Linked DNA regions of Mus musculus: all the other regions are linked to region 1. The links are chromatin contacts, called in public Hi-C and promoter capture Hi-C maps. All regions are on one chromosome and are shown on one strand. Each heading gives the region's core, a stretch centred on a gene start, on an enhancer-like site or on the middle of the called end of the contact. The rest is flanking DNA. Distances are from core to core; before and after follow the strand shown.

What was found. Promoter capture Hi-C pulls out the DNA fragments that hold promoters and counts their contacts. A called contact is a pair of places that touch in the nucleus more often than the background predicts.
Region 2: a contact with region 1 is called in a promoter capture Hi-C map of the 3T3-L1 cell line, with 5 times the contacts expected there. The contact joins the enhancer-like site here to the promoter of Lnclep in region 1. A contact is called at or near these places in 7 of 39 promoter capture datasets (the 3T3-L1 cell line, 3T3-L1-derived adipocytes, frontonasal cranial neural crest and 3 more), 1 of 484 Hi-C or Micro-C datasets (the 3T3-L1 cell line), 3 of 115 datasets of contacts at active chromatin or transcription factors (embryonic basal ganglia, embryonic stem cells and forebrain) and 1 of 9 other capture datasets (embryonic stem cells).
Region 3: a contact with region 1 is called in a Hi-C map of embryonic stem cells, with 2.0 times the contacts expected there. The contact joins the enhancer-like site here to the promoter of Lnclep in region 1. A contact is called at or near these places in 1 of 15 datasets of contacts at CTCF or cohesin (embryonic stem cells), 6 of 484 Hi-C or Micro-C datasets (the G1E-ER4 cell line, the HL-1 cell line, Sertoli cells and 1 more) and 2 of 9 other capture datasets (embryonic stem cells and pancreatic islet).

Annotation. Positions count from the first base shown.
Region 1 is chr6:29,029,383-29,033,160 of GRCm38.p6, forward strand. It overlaps Lnclep (a long non-coding RNA gene), which reads left to right and starts at 1,572. Exons shown (of 2, transcript XR_377380.2): 1 at 1,572-3,080.
Region 2 is chr6:28,780,181-28,783,958 of GRCm38.p6, forward strand. All of the region lies in intron 15 of Snd1 (staphylococcal nuclease and tudor domain containing 1), which reads left to right. Among named protein-coding and RNA genes, the nearest start is that of Lrrc4, 50 kb to the right of the region's middle. Within about 2 kb of position 1,646, at least 22 of the 459 cell types and tissues checked have an H3K27ac peak or open chromatin away from gene starts, as enhancers often do.
Region 3 is chr6:29,202,720-29,206,497 of GRCm38.p6, forward strand. It overlaps Impdh1 (inosine monophosphate dehydrogenase 1), which reads right to left. Exons shown (of 15, transcript NM_001302933.1): 6 at 3,587-3,778; 7 at 3,347-3,434; 8 at 2,332-2,531; 9 at 1,850-1,940; 10 at 1,560-1,655; 11 at 630-773; 12 at 383-527; 13 at 1-90. Among named protein-coding and RNA genes, the nearest start is that of Impdh1, 12 kb to the right of the region's middle. Within about 2 kb of position 1,667, at least 42 of the 459 cell types and tissues checked have an H3K27ac peak or open chromatin away from gene starts, as enhancers often do. A contact at or near this core is called in the HL-1 cell line, embryonic stem cells and pancreatic islet, where this site is marked.

The DNA of each region.
Region 1 (3,778 bases), core at 322-2,821:
TTCTTACTGCTGCGACTGCTTGGCCATGGGATCTTTAGGCTTTTGGAACTAGCTTGCAGGAGGAATTTGGAAGAGTTTGGACCAATGAGCTAAAGCCCTTACATAATACAGCATAGCTTAAATGGTTATTCTGGTGGGAGGGTGGAAGACCAGGAACTGCTAGAAACATACTGTCCTAGTTAGGGTTTCTATTGCTGCAACAGCACTCCATGACCAGAGCACCTTGGGGAGGAAAGGGTTCATCGGGCTTACAATTCCTCAGCACCGCTCATCACTGGAGGAAGTCACGACAGGAACTCAAACGGGGCAGGAACTGGAGACAGGAACTAAAGCAGATGCCATAGAGGGATGCTGCTTACTGGCTTGCTCCCTGTGGCTTGCTCAGTCTGCTTCCTTACAGAACCCAGAACCACCAGCCCAGGGATGAACACACCCACAATGTACTGGACCCTCTCTCAATCACTAATTAAGAAAACGACCTATTAAGCCTGCCTATAGACCAGGACCAGGCGTATGGAGGCATTTAATTACTTGAGGTGATTGCCTCAGATATTTTAGCTTATGTCAAGTTGACATAAAACTGTCCAGTACACATAGGTAGTGAAGCTTTGACTGATGATGTTTCAGAGGGCGACAAAGGCTTATCAGGAACAGAACACGAGGCCATTCTATTACATCCTGGCAGATTAAGGTGGCTACACTCTTCTTGTCCCGAGAGCTTGAGGCTGAATTCAAAGCCAGTGGGCTGATTTGTTTGGCAGAGGACATTTCTAGACAATCTACCATTTAGTCTGTGGCATGGTTAGTGCCCACTTCTTTTCAACAGGTTCACAGAAAGAGAACAGAAAAAATGGATAAGGGCCAGATGAAAATATACAGCTTAGAGAAGAAAGGGTATTTAAAGTTGTAGATGTGAAGGGTGTGGAGAAAGCACGTGTCATTGCTAAAGAACTTAATGTTAACTAAATAGAAGCTTTTCGCTTAGCACTGGAGTGACAGCACCTGAAGTTACTTCTCAGGTCCCAGCCCAAGAAGAGCAACTGTCATGGACACACCCTAAAATGTCCTTTATTTGGTGTGTTCTTGGATTGTGTTCTTCCCTGAACCAAAATCGGCTATAAGGATAATCTAATTCCGGCCTTGTTCTCTTGAGTCTACTTTCCCTTAAAGTCTTAATTTCTTCAGCTGTGAATTCTTTCACCTCTAGAGTTTTCGAGACTCTGAACTTAGTGGCCCCAAAGGAACACTTGATAGTGTGTGTGTGTGTGTATGTGTGTGTGTGTGTGTATGTGTGTGTGTGTGTGTGTGTGTGTATGTGTGTGTGTGTATGTGTGTGTGTGTTTGTGTGTGTATGTGTGTGTGTGTGTGTATGTGTGTGTGTGTGTATGTGTGTGTGTGTATGTGTGTGTGTGTGTATGTGTGTGTGTGTGTATGTGTGTGTGTGTATGTGTGTGTATGTGTGTGTGTGTATGTGTGTGTATGTGTGTGTGTATGTGTGTGTGTATGTGTGTGTGTGTATGTGTGTGTGTGTGTATGTGTGTGTGTGTGTATGTGTGTGTGTGTATGTGTGTGTATGTGTGTGTGTGTATGTGTGTGTGTATGTGTGTGTGTATGTGTGTATGTGTGTGTGTGTGTGTCTGTAGTTTGTAATAAAAACAAGTGGAAAAAAGGTTTGGTAAGGGCCAAGCTTCCACAATATCTTTTTAAACAATCTATCAAGTCCAGGAAAGAGAGCCACCCACTCTCAGACCGTGGGTCCTCTCCTCCCTTCTATTTGTTGTGAGAGGAAGATGTTACCCTGTAATTCCATAGTCCCAGATCCCCTACCCCTACGAAGCCCCAAATATTTCTCTAAGCTACATCAACCCAGAAAACAAGGAAAGAGGTGCATTCTCCGAGGGTGGGGCCACTCCCTGTGCTGATCTAGGGTAAAGGGCTGGCTTTTGGCCCCAAGCCCAAGAGTCCTCTTTGCATGCCAAAGACTGCTCCTGCGCTGAGCCTGTGAGGATGGATAACTGCCAGGGTCTGGGCTGGGCACTGACAGTGTTGAGCCTAGCTCTTGGCTCCCGAGCCCACGCCTCCGCCTCAGGGCCAGACAGAGCCCTGGTTTGGAACTCCTTTCCCCACACCCCCTTGAAGCCCTGAGATATCAGCGCTTCTTAACTGCACTTGGGAATGGGGAGGAGTGGTTAAAGGGACCACAACCAAATTGCCTCTCTCAGAGGGAAGACATTTTCAAGAGGCAGAGAGTTCAAGTGAATGAAGGAGTTTCACAGTTGAGTTAATGTGAAGAAGACGTCATCCCAGAGGGTCTTGTGAATGGTTTGTGAATATTGCCAATAACATCTGTTTCCTCCTTAACACCTTAGGGGGTTTGTTTAGAGGGATCCTTTGGCCTTGATTGAAAAGATGAAGCCTGAGAACCTTCGCTTCCCTGGGCCACAGACCCTCCTCACGCCCGAATAGTCTACACCCTGGGTGACAGATGACTTAGTCCAGTCTGGAGGGCAGGGGGCCTACCTCTGTGCCCAGAGCTCCCTTCAAGGACCTCACCCTCAGAGTCCCACCCACCAGCCAATGAGGACTCGGGGAAGTGAGGTCACTGCATCCTGATTCCCGGCCCAACAAGGGAGACTAAGACTTGGAGGGGGTAGTAACTAGCAGATGCCACCACCGATGTTGGTAAAGAAGTATCGAAGGGCAAATGAGTCAGCAGTAGGTTTAAGCAATGAACAGTTGCACCACGGGGTGTTTCTCAAATTCTTGTCTACTTTTAGAAAGTACGCAATGCCATTCAGTGGGCACCGTGATTCTGAAATAGCTGCGAAAATGTTAAAAATGCTGTGGGCAAAGATGTGCCCTCATTGACCTCTTTCTGAAAACAATAGTCCACAATTGTGTGGCGCGCCCTTCAGCAGCCTGGCTGCTCCCTCTGATCCTTGTTGGTGACATGAAGGGAATGCATGAAACTCTCTCTCTGGAGGCTCCTTCCAGCCTCGAATTCTGATACCTGACACTAGGCCCACATTCCTGATACTCCGGCTGCATCTCTACAGGACCAAGACCACCAAGCCAATCGGGTGAGTGTGGACAAAATGTTCTCCCCAATCGATTCTTTGGCACAGGGTAGTTGAAACAATTAGTTAGCTGGCATTGGTTTTCATTTCACAACTGGCGGCTCTGGCATCATCGTGACCAGCGGTTTTTCCCACAGCGGTGTCCTAACATGCTGCATGCCTGGAGCAGTTTTGAGGTGTGTCATAGGCAAGTGGCTACCTAATAACAAACTGTCGAGGCTTTCGAATGATTGATGATCTTCCTGGTTTTAATCAATTAGAACAGATTCCACATAACCCCGTAATGATGCCCAGACGGTTGCTTGCATTCTGACATGCCTCTTTGTATGGAAGACGTTTTGCAACTGGCAGACCAGGTCTGCTTGGAGCTCCAATTCTGCTGGATGCCACGGGAAGAGTGTCACGAGCCATACGCATGGATATCTGTCATCGGAAGCAGCCGCAGGCTGGCCATCGGAAGCCCCTGATGCATCCTTAAACATTAAACCACTAAAGATCCAAGCTCTAGAATAACCCGGCCTAAACAGCCTGCTACCGGCATAGGCTGAGGTTTAGCAAGACAGCTGGTAAACAAGGCAGTTCAGAAGAACATGGAACAAAGGGCCTGCTCATTATGCTGATCCTTGCTCTAAAAAGAAACATTCCACCATGATCTGTTCATCGATGAGGAAGGGAATGGGGTGTGATGCAGTATAGATTGA
Region 2 (3,778 bases), core at 396-2,895, 250 kb before region 1:
ATAAAAGTTGTAAGTATGCTGCTTGTTGAATTTTCATCTGTGTACAAACCCCCAAGTAATACTCCTATGAAAATAGAAACTATTTCTAGTATCCTAGTATGCTCCCTTGGGGCCCTCCTTTCAGACATAGCCAGTGTTCAGACCTCTTTAATCATGGCTTAGTTTTCTCTGTTTTGAACTTCAAAACTGAAATCAGTTTAAACACTTACCAGTTTGACCGTAATGGCGGTCCATGTTACCAGATAAATTAAGGTTCTCCTGTTTCATTACAATGTCCAGTTTTAGATCACTTTAACTACAGTGTGGAGAGTAGATTTGAACAGCCCTGAACCAACACGAGCATGTGTAGCTGGCATATGACTGCCATTGACTGGAGAAGAGTTGAGGAAGCCTGACTAAGTGTGCAGTGACCGAGTAGAGCTGACTGGAGAATTGCCAAGTAATGTTTGAATCTCTGGAACTTTGTTAGTTGTTTGGTAATGAATGATGGCAACAAGGACAGCAATTTCCTGAGTTATAAATAATAAAAGGTTCCCTTTGATTACTTTGGAAACCTTTTCTGTTAGATGCTTGTAGACATTTGTAGGTACAGGTAAATTCAGAAATGAATATTAGCTCTTAGATCTCCTTCAATTTATGGTGAAATTGAAGCCCAGCTGTACAACTGTGATTGCTCAGTGATGGCAGAGATTGGGAAAAAATGTAGCCAAAGATGAGCTGCCATGAAGCTCCCCCTCTTGAGAAACAGTCAGGAGAAAGGATGAGAAAGCAGAGGAGACCTAGGAATCACTGAGGTGGGAAGACCAGGAGAAATGAGTAACAGAGCAGCCTGTGTGGACTTCACACATGCCCTTAAGACAGCGCATTTGTCTCTAGCCTTGAGAAGTGAGGGCTTTGAAGCGACCTGTGTTTCCCCTAAGACACTTCTGAGGAAAGTAGGGTAACCTTTCCCACAGCCCCTAGGCTTGGCTAGAATCGACACTGGATAAGATGGAAACTTCAGAGCGTCACCAAGCTTGAGCCTGATCAAGGCTATCAGGACAGAAGGGCCTGAGGCCTACCTGGGCGTCTGGCAGTGCAGATCCATCACCCAGCCTCTATAAAGTGATTATTTGGGGCTTGAGCACACTGACTGTGCCAGGGAGAGGGTGCTGTTGATGCAAACTACTTGTAAGTGGGAGATCTCAGTCATAGGTGCCCCCTGATTGGCTGGGATCTAGCAAATAGGCCAACTATCTTGGGCCTTCTCCTTCAGCCATCCACATACATGCGGGCCAGATGAATGTGGTCTGGAGACCGGTACTATTTTATGTACCTGTGGAGAGGTATTGAGAGGCTCTGCAGTGCCCCCATTTGCTGCCCATGTTTCTTCTTTGGGTTCCTCAAATCTGTGCCATCTTCCACTGCAAACTGTGTGGATTCTAAGGAGAGGTACATTAGCTTCTTTCCTCATTACTTTCCCAAATCTAGCTGAGTAGACTTTCTCTGTGGTAAGAGGTCAATAAGTGGCTGAGTTGCATTTATTTACAGACAGTTGTGAACTGGGCAGCCCTCTGGCCTCAACCTCCTTGGATATCCTCTCACTGAGTAAGCTTGAGCTTAGCCTCTAGACTGCGGCTGCCTCTCTAGGAGTGCCACTGTCTTCCAGCAAGCTGGGTGGCTTCTTCCCTTACATAAGATGTGTGTGTGTGTGCTAGCAGAAGAGAGCTGCCTGCGTGAGTGTTTAGCAAAGATGATTTGTGTGGAGTTATTTTGAGACCCCAGGGGAGGGAATGGCAGCCAAGCCTGCAGTATTTTAAACCGTATCACTCAACTACAAAGATTAATATGTTACAACATCCCTGCCAGAGCATTGGTAAAAAGGAAATAAGAATGTTAGGGGCCTACAAATTATAAATGTCAGCTCTGTCTGAACACACAAGGTCACTTCAGTGGTCTCCATCTATCCTGAGCCCTTGGAGTTTCTCCTGCTGTCTCCTCACTCCTGCCGGCCTGAAGATCCCTAGCAGACTTCTGGGATGCTCACCAGGCTGCCTCTGGAAGAGGAATCTGCTTTTCTGTTCCCTAGATATGGACTGGTAATTGTCTGAGTATTCAGAGAAGTAAAGAAGTCTATATTCTGGCAACCCAGAACTTCTATCATTATTGACTGAGCTTGAAGCTCCAGGCAGACTAGAAGATACCAGACATCCCTACCGAACATCCACCTGTCCTCCTGGCTCCAACCTGAACAACTGTTGGCTAAGGCTGAATCACAAAACAAAGGATGTTTTTGTTTAGTGGCCTGACTCTGTATGAAACATTGATCTTGGTTTTCTTTTCCTTGTGGCTGTTATGCTGTGGAATTTGCTTCACGGGGCAGCCCTCTATAGACAGCTGTCCTCTTTGCCATTCAGCAGCTAGTACCTCCCAGAGAGGTTGCCTGGGATGGAAATGCCAACACAAACGTGCTTATATGGCCCTAGCACTAGCATTTCATTTTTAGAGATCTTATTGCCTTCTGATCTTGAGAGATCTGTTTTTGGGCCAAAGGACATCCCCAGTAACTTATAAATTGTGGAAGGCAAAGCACAGAAAGATACCTGTCCAGGGCTGGCCACTTTTATTTTGTTTGTTTTACATTCAAAGGGTACACACAATGAATTCTTTTAATGACCAAACCTATGGGCACAAATAGTAGTTGTTATTATCAAATATGTTATTTCATCAAATAGATAATTACAAGGACTTATAGCCCTATATTCTCTTTATAATTTTCTTGTCACCAGCCTCTTGCATATACTCAGGCATTTAGCATAGTACAAATGACATGGTTCATGACACAGCTCAGAAGAAGCAGTGAGCTTGCTTGCTTGCTTGCTTGCTTGCTTGCTTGCTTGCTTGCTTGCTTGCTTGCAAGTATGTATGAGAGAAGTGGAGAGAAAACCATCTACTGAGGTGTGCAGGATGGTAAAAAGAACCAGGCATACTGTATGGAACAGGAAGGGTGTGCCTAAAAGAAAGTAACCCTTCTTCCAGGAATGGTGGCCAGATAGAAGCAAGATTGAAAGGTTCCGCTATGGCTGTCCTGCTCCACTGTCCTGCAGGCACTCTCACTGTGTCTGTGATAGACACAGCCTGTTCTCAAGCCTTCTGAGTGACTGGAGCTATTGTTAACAGTCACAGTCACTCTTGTTAGACTCCTGCATTCTTCCCTCACTCTCCTTCCCAGTCTTTGTCCTCTTTCCTTGGGTAAATGAGCACATAGATATGTGAACTCACACATGCTCTTGCATCCTAGCCTTCCCCACTCCACCCCCATATTATCAGGGACTGTGCCAGACTGAGCTTTGTGCAGGAAGTTTTACTCTCCCTACCATTCTAAGCACTAGACTACCACTTTTTCCTGCCCACCGCCCCTCCCCTGCCTCATACGTACTTTGCTTGTGTGTCCTGATGTGGGGAAGATGTCTACCCAGTAATACGGTGGTGTACATGTTAAAGCAGTCTTCTGACCCTGGAGAGACAGCCTGTTGTCCCAGGTATATCTAGGGAAGCTGGTCTTTCTGGGATCTGAGTTTCCTCCTACTGACTTTGCCTCCCTCCAGTTTTCCAGTGGAAGCTTTCTGTCCAGTGTTAAAGTAAAAATCCTGGAACTTTTGTGCCCTATTGTTCCTATGTGATGGGAGCTTAAAGCTTTACTAAGTACACACTGCCTTCCCTGAGCACTGGCCTCAGTGGTGCCCGAGACAGTCTCTGCTGCAGTGCTGTGGCATCAGTGACAACTAAAAAAGATCCT
Region 3 (3,778 bases), core at 417-2,916, 170 kb after region 1:
GCTATGAGGTAGGGCACAAACTTCTGAATGGAGCCTTTATCCTGGATGGAACCGGAGACACCTTGTGCGATCTTCACCTTATCCCCCTCACTGCATGGAAGGTGGGGAGGCTGAGCTGAGCAGTCAGAGGCTCAGAGGACCCCACCCGGCCTCTCCAAGGTACAGATAGAATACCGCCCAGAGGATCCCCACAGCAGCCTCATACATTGTTTCTCTTGTAGCCACATACTAGGCTACAAGAGAAACAATATCCGAGTCTCTGGTCAGGTCGGGCTACATCTGCCACTTTGCATGTCTGTGAGTCTCCACAACTTGGGAATGCGGTCTCAGGTATCCGTCTAAAGTCAAGGCCATGGGGGAGTTCAAGAACATGAAGACAAACCTGAAGTATCTTTTCTGGCTGCTGCTGCTCTTCTCCATGGCGTCCAGAGAACCCATGCCCCGGTACTTCTTCAGCCTCACCCCATCTGAGAAGAAGTATTCACCAGGCGCCTCCGTGGTGGCAGCCAGCAGGGAGCCCATCATTACTGCAGAGATCAAGGTTGAGGGCTAAATGCCTCCTCCTCCACACAGGAGTCTGACTGCCCCTCTGGCGGCTTCTAGTCCTCAATACCAAGTGTTCCCCTCACCTGTAGAGGCTCCAAGTGCCAGGGCTTTGACCACATGGCCCACGGTCTGGATGCCACCATCCGCTATTACCGGCACCCCAAAACGTCGGGCGTACTCGGCCACCTTGTAGACAGCAGTCCCCTGGGGTCGGCCACAGGCCATCACTGGGGAAAGGGGAATGTAAGGGACAGAGATGGATCAGTGGTCTCCTTGTATCTATCCCCGCCAATGGAGAAAGGATGGTAAGAGATGGTGTTTCTGAGGCCTAAGGCGGGAGAAAGCCATTTTCGGTTCCTAGGTCACCCACCACTAACTAGCAGGACCATAAAGGATATGGATCAGGGGATCAATGCGAGCCATCAGACACATGACCTCAAGACTGGTGGTCTCTAGCACCAGCTGCTGTGGAGGCCTGGCTTCCTGTAAAGATGTCCTTTGAATTAGCAGCTAATACCAGAGCTGGGTTCCGATGGCCTCCTTTGGAATACGGCTTTGCTCTCAACCTCACCTGGGGGCTGTGGGGTGAGGTGGATTCTGCTCTGTTACACGTGGCAATGTGGGTCTATGGAATCCCTGGATGTTCAGAGACTTGTATCCTTCACACCACTGGCATGATCTGGTCACAAATGGGATCCAAACCCTCAGCTATCTTCCAACACACACACACACACTATAGAAAGTGTCACACCAACCTTAGAGGGTGATACCAACAGCGTCCCCACAACCAGTCCAAAAAGCAGGTTGGTCCACTCCCAAAAGCCACATGTCCTCATCTGCCTATACCTGCCTCTTCCCACAACTATGCCAAGACAGGGTAAAGCACAGACCAGAATCCTGCTCCCGAGAATCACCTAGTGGGGCAGATACTCATGTATCTATAGAAGAAGAGGCCAGAGTGGTTCTAAATGGCAGCCCTTCCTCCTCCTCCTCCTCCTCCTGCGGATACCCACCTTCCTGGGTGATGCAGATGGAACCACAGCCCATGCCCACACGAAGCCCGTCCACACCAGCATCAATCAAGTTCTTGGCCTGGGCTGCTGTCACCACTGGGGATGGAGGAAGCAGACAGAGGAATGTGAGGATAGTGTCCCCACCCTGCCCAGGAATGTCCTGGGATCTTAGTATATCTCCCCCAACCTAAATGCTCACCAAAGCCCATCCTACCCTTTATCCCCTATGCCTGGAAGAATGACATCACTTAGGAGTTCTGGGGGGCTGAGGGGGGCCACTCCACACTCACCATTTCCCCCAATCACTTGGAGGTGGGGGTACTTCTGCTTGATATAGTGCACCATGGCGATCTGATACACTGAGTTCCCCTGGGATGAATCCTGTTAGCAGGGACAAAAAGGCTCAAGCTAAACAGCCAAGTCCCCTCACGGGAATTAGGGACCAGCACTCAGAGAGCTGCTGCTAACTAAGTTAAACACTGAGTGAAACAAGTGAGCATGTATAAAGCTGAGCTCAGTGCCGGGCAAATGGGGCCTCTCAGTGAGTGTGAGTTATAATTATCAGGGTAAATGAGCTTGTATGTGAGGAGAAAGCCTTGGAGGGAGGGCCATGGTTTGTTCTGGGCTCTACAATTAGCCTAGTTCTGATACCAGAGAAGCCGAAAGAGAGCAAAGTGGGGAGGGAGCAAAGGCTTAATGGAGGTGAATGAGCCTCACAAGCCTGATGCAGGGAACCCGCCACCTCCTTACTAGTACTATGTCACCTCCTTACTAGTACTATGACGTCAGCACCGGCCTGAGTGAGCAGGTCCAGGCGGTATTTGTCATCCTCACGGGTGCCCACAGCTGCCCCACACAACAGCTGTTTGTGGGAGTCCTTGGAGGCCAGAGGGTAGTCTCTGTTCTTCTTCAGGTCTGTGCGCGCAATGATGGCTACCAGCTCATCTTGATCGTTGACTATGGGCAGCTTCCCTGACCAGGAGGAGAGAGAAGCAGGGTAGTGGGTAGAAGAACCGGAAGGAAATGGAACGAGAGACCCCTGAAGTACCTAAGCTAGCCACTAGGTGACAGCACCCACCCAGGACCTGGACCTCTTCCCAGAGATCAGGAAGCAAAGAACCTTCCCAAGCGTTCCTAAGGCTCTTCCTGCCCATGCGGGTTTGGTGGGACAGGCAGCCCCTGAACCCTGGCAACTTTTCACTTGCTGGAGCACGTCACTGTACAAAGTACCCAGACAAGGTCTTAATGTGAGACTGCCCTGAGGGAGGAACATGGATCCTCTCTGCCCAAAGCAAATGCCAAGAACTCTCCACCGGGGACCTGGGAAGCAACAGCCCACAGGAACTTAATGTACGTCATACAAACAGCCGCTCTATCGGATATATTTAACTGCGGGACTTTTCAAAGACTCTGAGAAGTCAATGGGTAATTTTTTTCTTTCTTTTGGTTTTTGACACAGGGTGTCGTTCCCCGCCCCCCCCCCCCCAATGAAGTTTTGGCTGTCCTGGAACTTCCTTCCCCCTTCCTCAGTCCTTTCCCAGACTTCTAAGACCGGAAAGCTCTTTTACTATGACAAGCACCTCTCAGGACTAGATTGGAAAAACATTGGGAAGACACTGAATTAGGACTGGGGCTTCTGTAAGCAGGTAGCGGAGTATCGGGAAACCTGCTCCAGACTGCCTAGGGTTATTCACGTTTCCTCCAAGACATTATTGGGCCAACACAAGAGGCTGAGGAATAATGGAAATTCTGCTGTACAGGAAGCTGGGGTGTGTACTCCCTGGTACCTTTCTTGCTGCGCTGCAAGATCTCATTTGCTTCTTTCAATGTCACACCTGCTGGAGCCACCACCAGCTCGACCCTCGGAGTCATCACCTGTGGGGCCAGGAACATTTGCCTGCAGGTTGGCAGGTGAGAGAGACGGAGCCAGGCCTCCCTATGGTCCCTGGTCACAGGCACCAGTCTGGGGCCCCCGGGGGTAGAGTTCCCTCTGTGATGCAGCTCTGCCTTCCCTGCCCTGCAGGCACCTCACTGAGGAGGGTGGTGTGGTCCTTCTCAGCAAGGAAGTCAATGTCTCGGGAGGTGACGATGCCCACCAGCTTGCTCCCCATGGTGCCCGTCGCGGTGATGGGGATACCAGAGAAGCCATGCTGTATCTTGGCCTCCAGAACATCACCCACAGTATGTGAAGGGCTCAGGACCACAGGGTCTGTGATGAA